2 separate regions of the Sus scrofa genome follow, and region 2 is linked to region 1. Evidence: chromatin contacts called from public HiChIP or PLAC-seq data. All regions are on one chromosome and are shown on one strand. Each heading gives the region's core, a stretch centred on a gene start, on an enhancer-like site or on the middle of the called end of the contact. The rest is flanking DNA. Distances are from core to core; before and after follow the strand shown.

The links. HiChIP or PLAC-seq counts read pairs in DNA pulled down with a chosen protein or histone mark.
Region 2: a contact with region 1 is called in an H3K27ac HiChIP or PLAC-seq map of alveolar macrophages. The contact joins the enhancer-like site here to the promoter of LOC100156127 in region 1. A contact is called at or near these places in 2 of 5 promoter capture datasets (fetal liver and liver), 3 of 47 Hi-C or Micro-C datasets (blood, fibroblasts and subcutaneous adipose tissue) and 1 of 2 datasets of contacts at active chromatin or transcription factors (alveolar macrophages).

What each region holds. Positions count from the first base shown.
Region 1 is chr7:20,839,322-20,844,996 of Sscrofa11.1, reverse strand. It overlaps LOC100156127 (histone H2B type 1-M), which reads right to left and starts at 2,812. Exons shown (of 2, transcript XM_001927939.5): 1 at 2,510-2,812; 2 at 2,338-2,507. The coding sequence starts at 2,768. The coding sequence ends at 2,389.
Region 2 is chr7:21,207,876-21,213,550 of Sscrofa11.1, reverse strand. It overlaps the pseudogene LOC110261662. Among named protein-coding and RNA genes, the nearest start is that of TRNAS-GCU, 3.7 kb to the right of the region's middle. Within about 2 kb of position 2,795, at least 3 of the 83 cell types and tissues checked have an H3K27ac peak or open chromatin away from gene starts, as enhancers often do. A contact at or near this core is called in alveolar macrophages, where this site is marked.

The DNA of each region.
Region 1 (5,675 bases), core at 1,563-4,062:
AGTGGCTTTATTTATTTATTATTTATTTATTTTTTAATACCAACAGTTCCCTCGCCCTGGAACTTTTATTCCTTGGATTGTGGTTCCCTTATTTAAAGAATCACTCAGTTACTGTCACAGCATCTGTTTTTATTTCGAATAATTTCATAGCACTCAGAACTCTCTATTTGAAATTTTCTTAGTGGCTTATTAATTGTTGATTATCTCCCTTCTCCCACTAGATATTAGCCCCAAGGGGAACTCTTGTCAGTCTCATTCATCTGTAACATAATGTCTCATAGTGAGGAAATCCAATCAAGATTTGAGAAAATACTGAATGGAATCACTTCAACTGCTGATTTGTTTATTGTATCTGCTCCATTTTTGCTGCCAGTTCTTGCCTTTATCATCTTTCATCGCTGCCATTTCTCTTCAATCCAGCTAATCTCTTGCCATAGAGCTATCTTCCTAACACAGCCAATGATGTCTCTACCTGCTTAGAAGCTTTCTATAACTTTTTGTCATCTGCATCATAAATCTAAACTTGATTGACATCCACACCCTTCATCATCTTATAACTCAATCTCATCTTTGTTACCCGGAAAGCTCCATGTGGGAGGGGCTTTCGCTTAGCTTGTTCTTCACCATATATTAGTTGTTCTCAGTGTCAAACCAGATAAGCAGCGTCTGTATCTCCTGGCAACTTTTTGCCAATAAGCCAAGTTCTCAGATCTTCCCCCAGTCAATGAAACTGAAACTGGGAGTGGAACAAGTAATCTGTCCTTTGACAAGCTTTCTGGGTGCTTGTGATGCACACTCAAGTTTGCTTTATATCCTCAGTACATAATTTGATTCTTGGCACTTAACTGAATGAACCTGATGGACACTCTTTGGGTTTACCTGGAAGGCCCTCATATCAGGCAGTGTGGATGCTTTCCCAAAGCCATTTCATAATGATTAAGCTGAAATCGGAGTTTTTGATCAATAAACTTTATTTGTATGCTGGGCATAGGTGTATTTCAGGAAAACTCCGAAGACCTGGAGGGTGGAATAGCTCACAGTTTAAAACTGTTGGGGGAGGAGTTTCCACTGTAGCGCAACATGATTGGCGGCATCTTTAGACCGCTGGGGTGCAGGTTCCATTCCCTGCCAGGCACAGTGTGTTAAGAAACCCTCCTTGTCTCAGTTGTGGCTTAGGTCATGTTTGTGGCTCTGATCCGATCCCTGGCCAGAGAACTCCATATGCCGCAGGATGGCCAAAATAAAATAAAATAAAAAAATAAATAAGACCGTTGGGGAGAGGGACTTCCAAACCAGAAAGGAGAGTTAGGTGAGGGCCAGACCTTGCAGGGCTTGTAGCCACAGCCGATTTTTTTCTTTCTTGCTTGCTTCTTAAACCTGTAACCACTGGCATAGTTCCCAGCCTCGGGTCGAATCGCAGCTGCTACAGATGCCGGCCTACACCAGGGCTCACCACAACGCTGGATCCTTAACCCACTGAGCAGAGCCAGGGATCAAACCCGAGTCCTCATGGATACTAATCGAGTTCATAACCCTGATAAGCCACAAGGGGAACTCCCTATAGCAGATTTCAGATTTTATCAAGTTTGGGGGGAGGGGGGGAATCATCCAAAGGCTGTGAAGCACATAAACAGAACAGGAAAGCTGGAGGAAGAATAAGGCCCTGGTCTAGGAAGGGAGCTTGACAGTGATAGGGGCTAATAGGAGGCTGCAGATTATTTTATGTGACCACAATATTAAAACTGTTTATTCTGAACATAGAATTCTGTGAATTTTGCAGGTCCGCTTTGTAAAACGAGTCAGGGAAGTAGGGAGAAGATTGTATATTTAGAAAAAGTCCAATGATGAGAGCCTTTTAAAAATTTAGTTGACTTGAAAGACCTAGGTAAAAAAGGGCTTAAAAGAGTGAGAAAAGGAATTCCACCCAAAAGAACTTGGGCGCGGTCCTGCAGCATCACAGAGGATGTAGTTTTTAGAGAGCAGGATTTCAAAATCTAACTATGGCTTCTCAAATACTATAGGGAGGCGCTTTACATAAAACGGAAAACCAGACTTCACAAAGCGCCGCTATTTGCACAGAGAGCACCCTGTACAAATTTTAAAGGTAATCTAGAGTTCCAAAGGTTGGGGTTAAACCTAGGCAGTTACTAGCTCCCACTTGCTAAAGTTTCTGGAGTCCTGTACACAGGACGGTTGTCCATAACCACAACAGTTAAGTAGATGTACCACAAAAACAGTTAACTTTCAAAGTGTTTCCTAAAGTACCACCTTCACACGAGTTAAATGCAGTTTCTAGGAACTAAAAAGTCCTAGTGAACAACTCAGATTGTGAAAACGTGAGGTGGCTCTGAAAAGAGCCTTTGGGTTTGACAGTGCCTAGAAATAAATTTACTTGGAGCTGGTGTACTTGGTAACGGCCTTGGTGCCCTCAGACACGGCGTGCTTGGCCAACTCCCCGGGCAGCAGCAGCCGCACGGCCGTCTGGATCTCCCGGGACGTGATGGTCGACGCTTGTTGTAATGCGCCAGCCGCGAGGCCTCACCCGCGATGCGCTCGAAGATGTCGTTGACGAAGGAGTTCATGATGCCCATGGCCTTGGACGAGATGCCGGTGTCGGGGTGGACCTGCTTCAGCACCTTGTACACGTACACGGAGTAGCTCTCCTTGCGGCTGCGCTTGCGCTTCTTGCCATCTTTTTTCTGCGCCTTGGTCACGGCTTTCTTGGAGCCCTTCTTCGGGGCTGGAGCAGATTTCGTTGGTTCAGGCATTTTACCTGCCCTTTCTCTGAAGAGAAAAGAAAATGGTGGCTGTGCTGCTGGATCCTGCCTATTTGTAGACAGATTTATGCAAATGAAGACTTGGTTTCCAAACTGCTGATTCGTTCGTTTGTCACAGGCTGCATGCAAACGAGCTACTCTCCCATTGGTCTCCTGAGTCAATTTTCCACCAATCAAGCCAGCTTCTTTAATCTTATCACTGTTTTATAACAATTCCGTTTAGTTTGTCAGTTTTAAAAAATATGACTTTCCAGAGCTTTGACTTGCAAAGGAAGCAAAGCTAGTTGCCCGAGTACCTCTCCGACTTCTAAACCTCCTTTTCAGGTCCTGGAAAAGCTCTGTCTTTACATTTGAATCTAATAGGGAAAGGAAAAATAGAGAATAGGCGATCTGCGGTGGTACAGAAAATACCAAAGACAGCGTTTCCCACAGCACACAAAACACACAAATATAGCAGGAAATAAAATTACATAAATAAAATTACATCCCTTGAAGGGAGATAAGAATAGAATTTCGTGACCCACATGTCCTTCATAACGGAGGATCAAATCACTCCTTTTAACTGCAAGCGCGGATAAGAAAGTTCTTCATTCTACCTACTGAAAAGAATTAAAAAAATAAAAGAATAAAAGTTAGCAGGTTGGCCTTTAACACTTTTACTTTAATTTTATTATCACCACCATCATCTTTGGCTGAAACTGGCTTCTGAGCAGATAATTCTGCCATTACCATTGTTCTCCGGTGGCTGTTGGTGAGAATGTTGAACGCTAACCACCTGATGTAGGTCCTCAGATCTTTGTCCCTTTTGGAGAAAGAATTTGACAAAGAGACTGAAGGTAGTGAGGTAATTATTTAAAGAGAGAAGAGAGAGAAGAAGGTGCATAGAAAATACAAAAACAGGCGGGGTGGGGTGGGGAGGGAGAAAGGGAGATATAAAGACAGACAGAGAAAGAAGCAAGAGAGGAAGAGAGCAACATGTCCTTGCGAGGCCTTTTAAATCATTTAGGGTGGAGGTGGAGGGGATTTTCCGGTCCTGGCTCAGTGGAATCGACTCTGCTTAGAATCCCTGAGGACACAGGTTCCATCCCTCGCCCCAGTGGCTTAAGGATCTGGTGTTACCATGAGCTGAGGCCTTCTACTGGACAATGCTCTTGCTTCCTCTGGCTTTGGCAGGATGGATTTAACACAAGGTTCTCGGAGAAGTTGTCAGGAGGTACTGTGGTCTGGTCCCTCCTTTCTCAGACCCCTGAGGAACCTTTCTGCTAGTGTATCTTTGATCTCAAGAATGAGAAATACTCTCTCTCTTTTATCCTAGCAGGATACATCTTTTATCTTGAAGTTATCTCCACAGGGAACAGATTACATTTGCTCAGCCTGGGATCCATCTATCTCCTGCGCAGCCATTTTTCCTTTCTGCAGAGAAGTGTCCTCCCTGAAGCTGACTTTATCCCTAACCCTTCCCAGGCTTCCCGCGTGTGCAGTAAATCCAGAGCAGGAAGCTGCATGTAGCAGGCAAGCAACCAACAAGGGCACACTCCTGTGCTTACTCAATCTTATCTTTCTTTTTCACAAAATAGTTAATTGGTTTCTCTCACTTCCGTATTGAGGAGAATTCAACTTCTTGATTTCTTCCTTATTCCCAGTTTAGCCAGTGTAGCAATGTGCTGAATAAAGCCAACATACTTTATTTGCATTCATTTAATTAATCATAGACCCCTACCTGATTATTTCTTTTCTTTTTCCATTAAAAAAAAAAAAAGTAAACAAGAGTGTTAGGTTCACCTCAGGAAAAAAAGAAAAACGAAACCTGACTCCAAGCTCTCGCCCTGCTCTGGAGAAACGTAACTAAGACAGGACTAAGTCATCCCCCAAATCATGTGACTCAATCTTAAAAACTACCTCACCCAGGAGAGTGTCTAAACCTCTGCTCATATCCCACTAACAAGTCTCCCAAGCTGATTGGTCTGTTCCTCTTTTCACCCTATTTACATAGTTTGTTGAAAGTACACAGATTGGTCTCTTCCTTTTCACCCTATTTTAACATAAGAAATGGCCAATCAGCTTCTGCACAGAAACCTCCTTTCTTGGCACTCACGTCTGATCTCCCTCCCCCAACAGGCTGACTGCTGACCTCCTTTGTGAATCAGCCCGGTAGTATACCCTGCAAATAAAGTCTTTTATGCCTGATCTCGGGTCTTGTCCTTTCGGCCGCCCTTACAAAGAGAACCTGGGACAACGTGTCTTTCCCCAGATCCAATAATATGTAAATCATGGAGCTAAGATAATGATTTAGGCAGTCTGGCTTGAATCCGAACCCTTCCTAAGAAGACTCCAGCTGCACTGGTGGACTGTTTTAGAGTTTAAAAAAAAAAAAAAAAGTTTGTTGTGGTTTCCCAATTCTGGAAGCACGGGCAATAAAGCATTTTTTAATAACTGAGATTATTAAAAGTAAAAACAAAGCTTTGATTCTACATATACCTAACCCATGGAAAGAAAAATAAATAAAATTAAAACTGGATTGATGGAAAAGTGGCAAAGGTAGTAAGAAAAAAAGACATGATGGTGGAGTTCTGGTCGTAGAGCAGTGGAAATGAATCCGACTAGGAACAATGAGGTTGTGGGTTCGATCCCTGGCCTCACTCAGTGGGTTAAGGATCTGGTGTTGCCATGAGCTGTGGTGTAAACACATGAGCTGTGGTGTAAGTCACAGACGCAGCTCGGATCTGACTTTGCCGTGGCTATGGTGTAGGACAGCGGCTACAGCTCCAATTCGACCTCGAGCCTGGGAACCTCCATATGCAGTGGGTGCAGCCCTAAAAAGACAAAAAAAAAAAAAAAAAAAAAAAAACCAACAAAAAAACTCATGACGGAAGGAGAGGCAGAGGGGAGAGTAGGGTT
Region 2 (5,675 bases), core at 1,546-4,045, 370 kb before region 1:
TCCCTTCCTGGGATGGGACCTCCATGCTTTGTAAAGAGGGACACTGAGGTCCCAATGTGAGTATTTGTCTTGTCAGTGAGGCCTTCTTTGATTGTCATTTTTTTTTTCAGGGCCACACCCATGGCATATGGAGGTTCACAGGCTAGAGGTCAAATTGGAACTGTAGCCGCCAGCTTATACCACAGCCACAGCAATGTGGGATCCAAGCCGTGTGTGTGAACCACACCATACCTCACTGCAATGCTGGATCCCTAACCCACTTAGCGATGCCAGGGTTTGAACCTGCGTCCTCATGGATACTAGTCATTCATTTCCGCTGAGCCACTCCATGTCTTTTTTTTTTTTAATGAAAACAGTGCTGTTATTGAGTTACTTTTTTAAAAAGAATAACTTTAATAATTCTAAAGCCATTTATTGAGTATTTACTAAGTGCCAGCCACAATAAATACCTGTTCTCATTTAATCCCAGCAGCCCTGTGAGGTACTATTACTATCCCCACTTGCAGGGGATCATCAGAAAAAGGAAGCCGCCTGCCCAAATTCACAGTTAGTAAAGTGGAACCCAAATTTGAAGCCAGGTGGTTGGGCTCAGAGCCCGAGTTTCTAATAATTTCTCAGATTACCCCTCACTAATGTTCCTGGCTTGTAATTGTCCACCTGGGTCTGAATGCAGCCACCTCACCAGACTTCACAGCCTTCCAAGTTAGGGCCCAAATTAGCTGCATTTTAGAGCAAAGGGCCTGGAACAGAAGCAGGCTCTGGGAACCTGGTGAGCAGAAGGATGCATGCACAGATGAATGAATTAGTGCCCATGAGGCTCCACTCACCCCAGATGAGCCACTGGCAATTGCCATTGCTTTAGTTGCCCGTACCACATGTCACAAAACCTGAAGCCTCCAGAAGCACTTTCCACTCCTACCTGCAGCCCCCTGCCTGGGCTCCATGGATCAGTGGCCCCAGCACAGCCAAAGAGAGAGCCAGAGCTGCAGCCAGAGCCCGGCCCAGGGCTTTCATCACCTTCCACACTGACTCTTACAGCCTGGATGGGTGGGAAAGACCCGGAAAGGACCTTCCACCTGGCTTGAGACCTTGCACATGTGACATTTACAGATGGGACATGGCCTTGTAGACCAGGGAGGTCCAAGAGTTGTGTCCCTGCTAAGGGAACCACCACTATTGAGAGCCTCTGGAGGCCAAGGGGGTGGTCTCTATAGACACATGGAAAACCCTGTAAATGGGTCATTAGGGATGGGGCTGACCCCCACAGGCGATGAGAGTCCCTTATAGACACAGGCCGCCATAGGCCGGTTGACCCCATAAATGGTGTCCTGCAATTATGGTCCCCAGTCACTGCAGGCCAAAATAGACTTTTTAGACCAGTGGGTCCCCAGGGGGTGAAGGGGTCTACAGCCCAGTGGGGGCCTACATAAAGGATGTGGGCCAGGCTGGGTCTGGCCTGGATGGTCCAGGAGAGACCCCTCTAGCCAAGGGCCAGGTGGGACTCAGGCCTGGAGCCCATAGACCCGATTGTCATTTTGATAATTGAGCTACCCCATGTAATTTCCAATTCCTATTTACTATACTTTTCTTCTTAATATGTACCAAGATCTGACATGCTGTAGACTTTTTTTGGCATGTGAGAATTTATTACTATCCTGCTTTTACCATCAAAACTTATGCTCTTGGTCTTTCCTTTTTGCCTTCATAAAGGCCAAAAGAGAGACACTGGCTACTTGGGCAACCTGGACTCCAGGAATGTCACCAACAGCATGACCTTGGTGACCAAATCTAGCAACCAGAACTTCATCATTTTCCTCAGTGAAGTTCAAACAACCATCATTGGGTACAAAGGCTGTAATTTTTTTGCCATTCTTGATTAGCTGAACCCTGACACACTTCCTGGTGGCAGAATTTGGCTATTTAGTTTCAACCCCTACTTTTTCAAGCACAATTCCCTTGGCATGAGAAGCACTTCTAAAAGGATTGGCCTTCAAGGCTGTGCCCAAATGAACTTTCTTATACTGTTTATTGTGCCACTTACGGTCCTGTCAGTGGCTATGAAGCTTCCTGGCAGTATGAAGACCGTGACACTTGCCCATCCTGCCAGCGCCACGGGCCTGAGCAAAAGTGATACTTTTGCTTACTATCTTCACCATACTGCCCTCTTCAACAAAATGTAAGTCTTTCGAGAGATGTATTTTTCTGTTTTGGTCGATTTTAATCACTATTGCTACTGGATACCCAACTTCTAGAACAGGGCCTGGTGTCTCTGAAAAAATGGATGAAATCATATTCCTTGGCTCCATTTGTTAAATGGGAGACCCTCAAAGAATTTTCTTTACTTCCTTGGGTGGATGATTCAGCAGATCAAAGACAAAGTCTCATCACTTCCTGATATTATCTGAGAGCTCTTTCTGGTTGCACTTCCAGTTTTCTCTCCCATGCAAAAACCTTTGGTTTTGCTAAAACTCAGCTTGCTTCTTCTTCCTGAATCTTTTCATTGATGATTATTGGCACATACATTATTTTATTTTATTTTTATATGCCAAACGAGGTAAATGATGCTTTATGTATGTCGCTTCAAGATATCCTGCCCTCTCTGAATCTCGAACTTAGGGCCATTCCGTTAGGAAAGACATGGCAGCCTAATTGGCTTCAGGGGTTGAGGCTAACAGGAAATGACAAATCCCCCTTCCCTCAGAGTAATATTTTCTGGATTAACATTACTCCCAGAAGATAAACACTGGTGTCTAAGGACTTCACAGGAGCCCACAAGGCTTCCACTTCACCCCTGCAGTTACAGGGACCTAACACTAGGGGCGGTGCTGCTCATACCAGTCTCAGCTCATTCTGCCATCGCCACCTTGGAGACTTATGATTCGAAACAACTGTGTTCCCCTTGGGCTAGTCTTTTTTTCCTTCTGCTCCGATTTTCTTGAACTCCCTGCCTTCCAAAATTTTAATCACTCTTTCACTGCCCATAGTTTCCCCTCTAGCCATAGTAGATGGAGCATCTTCTCTAGTCCAACCAATGAAGGGTTGAATTACTGCCAAACTTGTCTCCAGCCTAAACTCCTCCTTACTTTAAATCTGCACTTGCGACCCTGTGGCCTGAGATACCTCTCATGATAGTTCTATTCTGAAACAAGCTCGTTATCTAAATTCTTTAGGCAGCTCACTCAGGGGAAAGGCAACAAGAAAAACTTCCTGAGTGGTTTTTTTTTCTTTTCTTCTCGGTCTTATTTTTAGGGCCACTCCTGGGGCATATGTAAGTTCCCAGGCTAGGTGTCGAATCTGAGCTGCAGCTGTCAGCCACAGCAGCCGAAACACTGGATCAGACCTGCCTCTGCAACCTACGCCACAGGTCTCAGCAAGAACGTGGGCTCCTTAACCGCCTGAGGGAAGTCAGGTGTAAAACTTATGTCCTCGTGGATACTAGTCAGGTTCATTACCGCTGAGCCACTGAGGGGAACTTCACTGAATGTTGTTTCTTAAAAATAATCAGCCTAAATTAATCCTTGCCGCAAAGATACATTATGGGCTGGCAGATTTTGCTCCCTTGCAATAACATGCACACTTTGTATATACATGGGAGATACTCAGAAAAACTGAGTAAAAAAATCCCTGAAATGGCCTAAACTGCTACATTAAATACTATTTTCAGCTAAAGACAAAAATACGTTGGAGGTTGGGGAGGCCAGTTATAGGAGGTTATCAGGAAAAACATAATGAGCAAGGGTAAGGTTCATATGCAGATTTAAGGTGGGTAACTTCTCCCTTAATGAGTGTTTCTCTTCCTGGTACACAGAGAGAGAGGAGACACTCTTACAAATTGAGGCCTCCCTTATAAATGCAAAGTTCTCATCAAAGAGTAAATTCTACTGTTTTTAAAGTATCTCATGCGTCTGTGTTTTTTTTTTCCTCTCTTAACAAAAATCAACTTAAAATAATCTTTATACCAAACAGGTGTGTTTTGGGGTGGCATATTCTGCTATACCGTCACTTGACTGTGGAAAAATCTACTTCTAAGCTCACTCAGTTTGTTGGCAGAATTCCTGCAGCATTAGGGCTGAAGGCACAGGCTATTTGCTGGTTGTTAGCTGGCAGTATTTTTCAGTTCCTAGGGGCTACCTGCACTTCTTAGAGGTGCCTGAAGTTCCTTGCCAAGTGGGCTTCCCTCCTTGACCGTTTACATCATGGAGCCAGCAAGGATACTCTGTAGAGTGGGACTACTAGCAAGACCGAGTCATGTATAGTTCAGTATAATCACAGGAATGGTCCAATCAGCTTTGCCATAGTCTATGAATTAGAAGTAAGTCATAGGTCCAACTCACACCCAAGGGGAGGACATAGGCAAAAACTGAACACCAGGATGTGGGGCTCATGTCAAAATAATTATGCTGAATGGAAGGAGCCAATTAAAATAAAGTACACAGTGAATTGTATTTGTACAAAACTGTAGAGGATACAAGCTATACTTTAGAAAATGCGAAGTGTGGATCAGTTGTCCCATGAGGATGGGGGTCAGAGAGGGGAGGAGGAAAGAATTGCAAAAGGGTACAATGAAACTTTAAGGATGATAAGGTCACTATCTTGATTGGGGTCATGGTTTCATGTGTAAACACATGTCCAAACTCATTAAAATGTACTCTTTAAATACATGCAGTTCATCATATGCTAATTATTTATACTTTAATAAAGATGCTTTTAAAAATAGAAGTAACATTCAATCCTGCAGTCATATTAAAATATATTAGGAAAAAAATGCCATATAGCTTTTGGAAATTAGTTATGAAAAGTCTGCAGTTAAGGAACAAGAAGTTGAAATCACAAGTGGAAATGATGCCTGCAAATTGCTCCCAGGAGAACTTGTCTAGGGTCTACTCTGGCTTATAAGAGTCTCTTTCTCTTTCTCTCTCTCTCTTTTTTCATTTTAGGGCCGAATTCTCAGCATATGGAAGTTCTCAGGCTAGAGGGTCGAGTTGGAGCTGCAGCTGCCAGCCTATACCACAGCTCACAGCAATCAATGCCAGATCCCGGTCCACTGAACAAGGCCAGGGATCCAACCTGAATCCTCATGGATGCTAGTCGGATTTGTTTCCACTGTGCCACTACAGGAACTCCCAAGAGTCTCATCTTATGCATAGTCAACGATGTCTGCTTCCTAGCAGGCCAAGAACATTAACAAAAAATATGAGTACCTCAGGGAAAGAGGATACCCATTCTGTTTGGAGAACTTTAGCAGTGATGTGGTAGAATGAAGAATATGTATGTAGTGTCTATTATTACAAAGAAACATTTCAATCTCAGAATGGGGTAAACTATTGCTTTATTGTTTCCTTATGATCAATTTTCAATCCATTTTTTTCTTTATTTTAATTTCAATTCGTTTAAAGTCACGCTCTCCTTTCCATGTGCCCCTCACATGAGACGTCTTCATTTCCAAGTTCTCAGGGATGCAGTGTGGGAATATCCAGCCCAATTACTCTTCAGCAACAGTTCTTTGTTCCATCCTTGAGCAGCGTCCTGAATGTAGCCTCTTTGGAAGAAGTTTGTGTGGTTGTCACTTGAAACTAACTTACCTCTGAATTTTTTTAATCTTTTAAAAACTTGTTTCTTTAGTTTTGAACCATAGATTTGTCTTGAGAATCTAAGTAGTGAAATTCTGCCTTGGT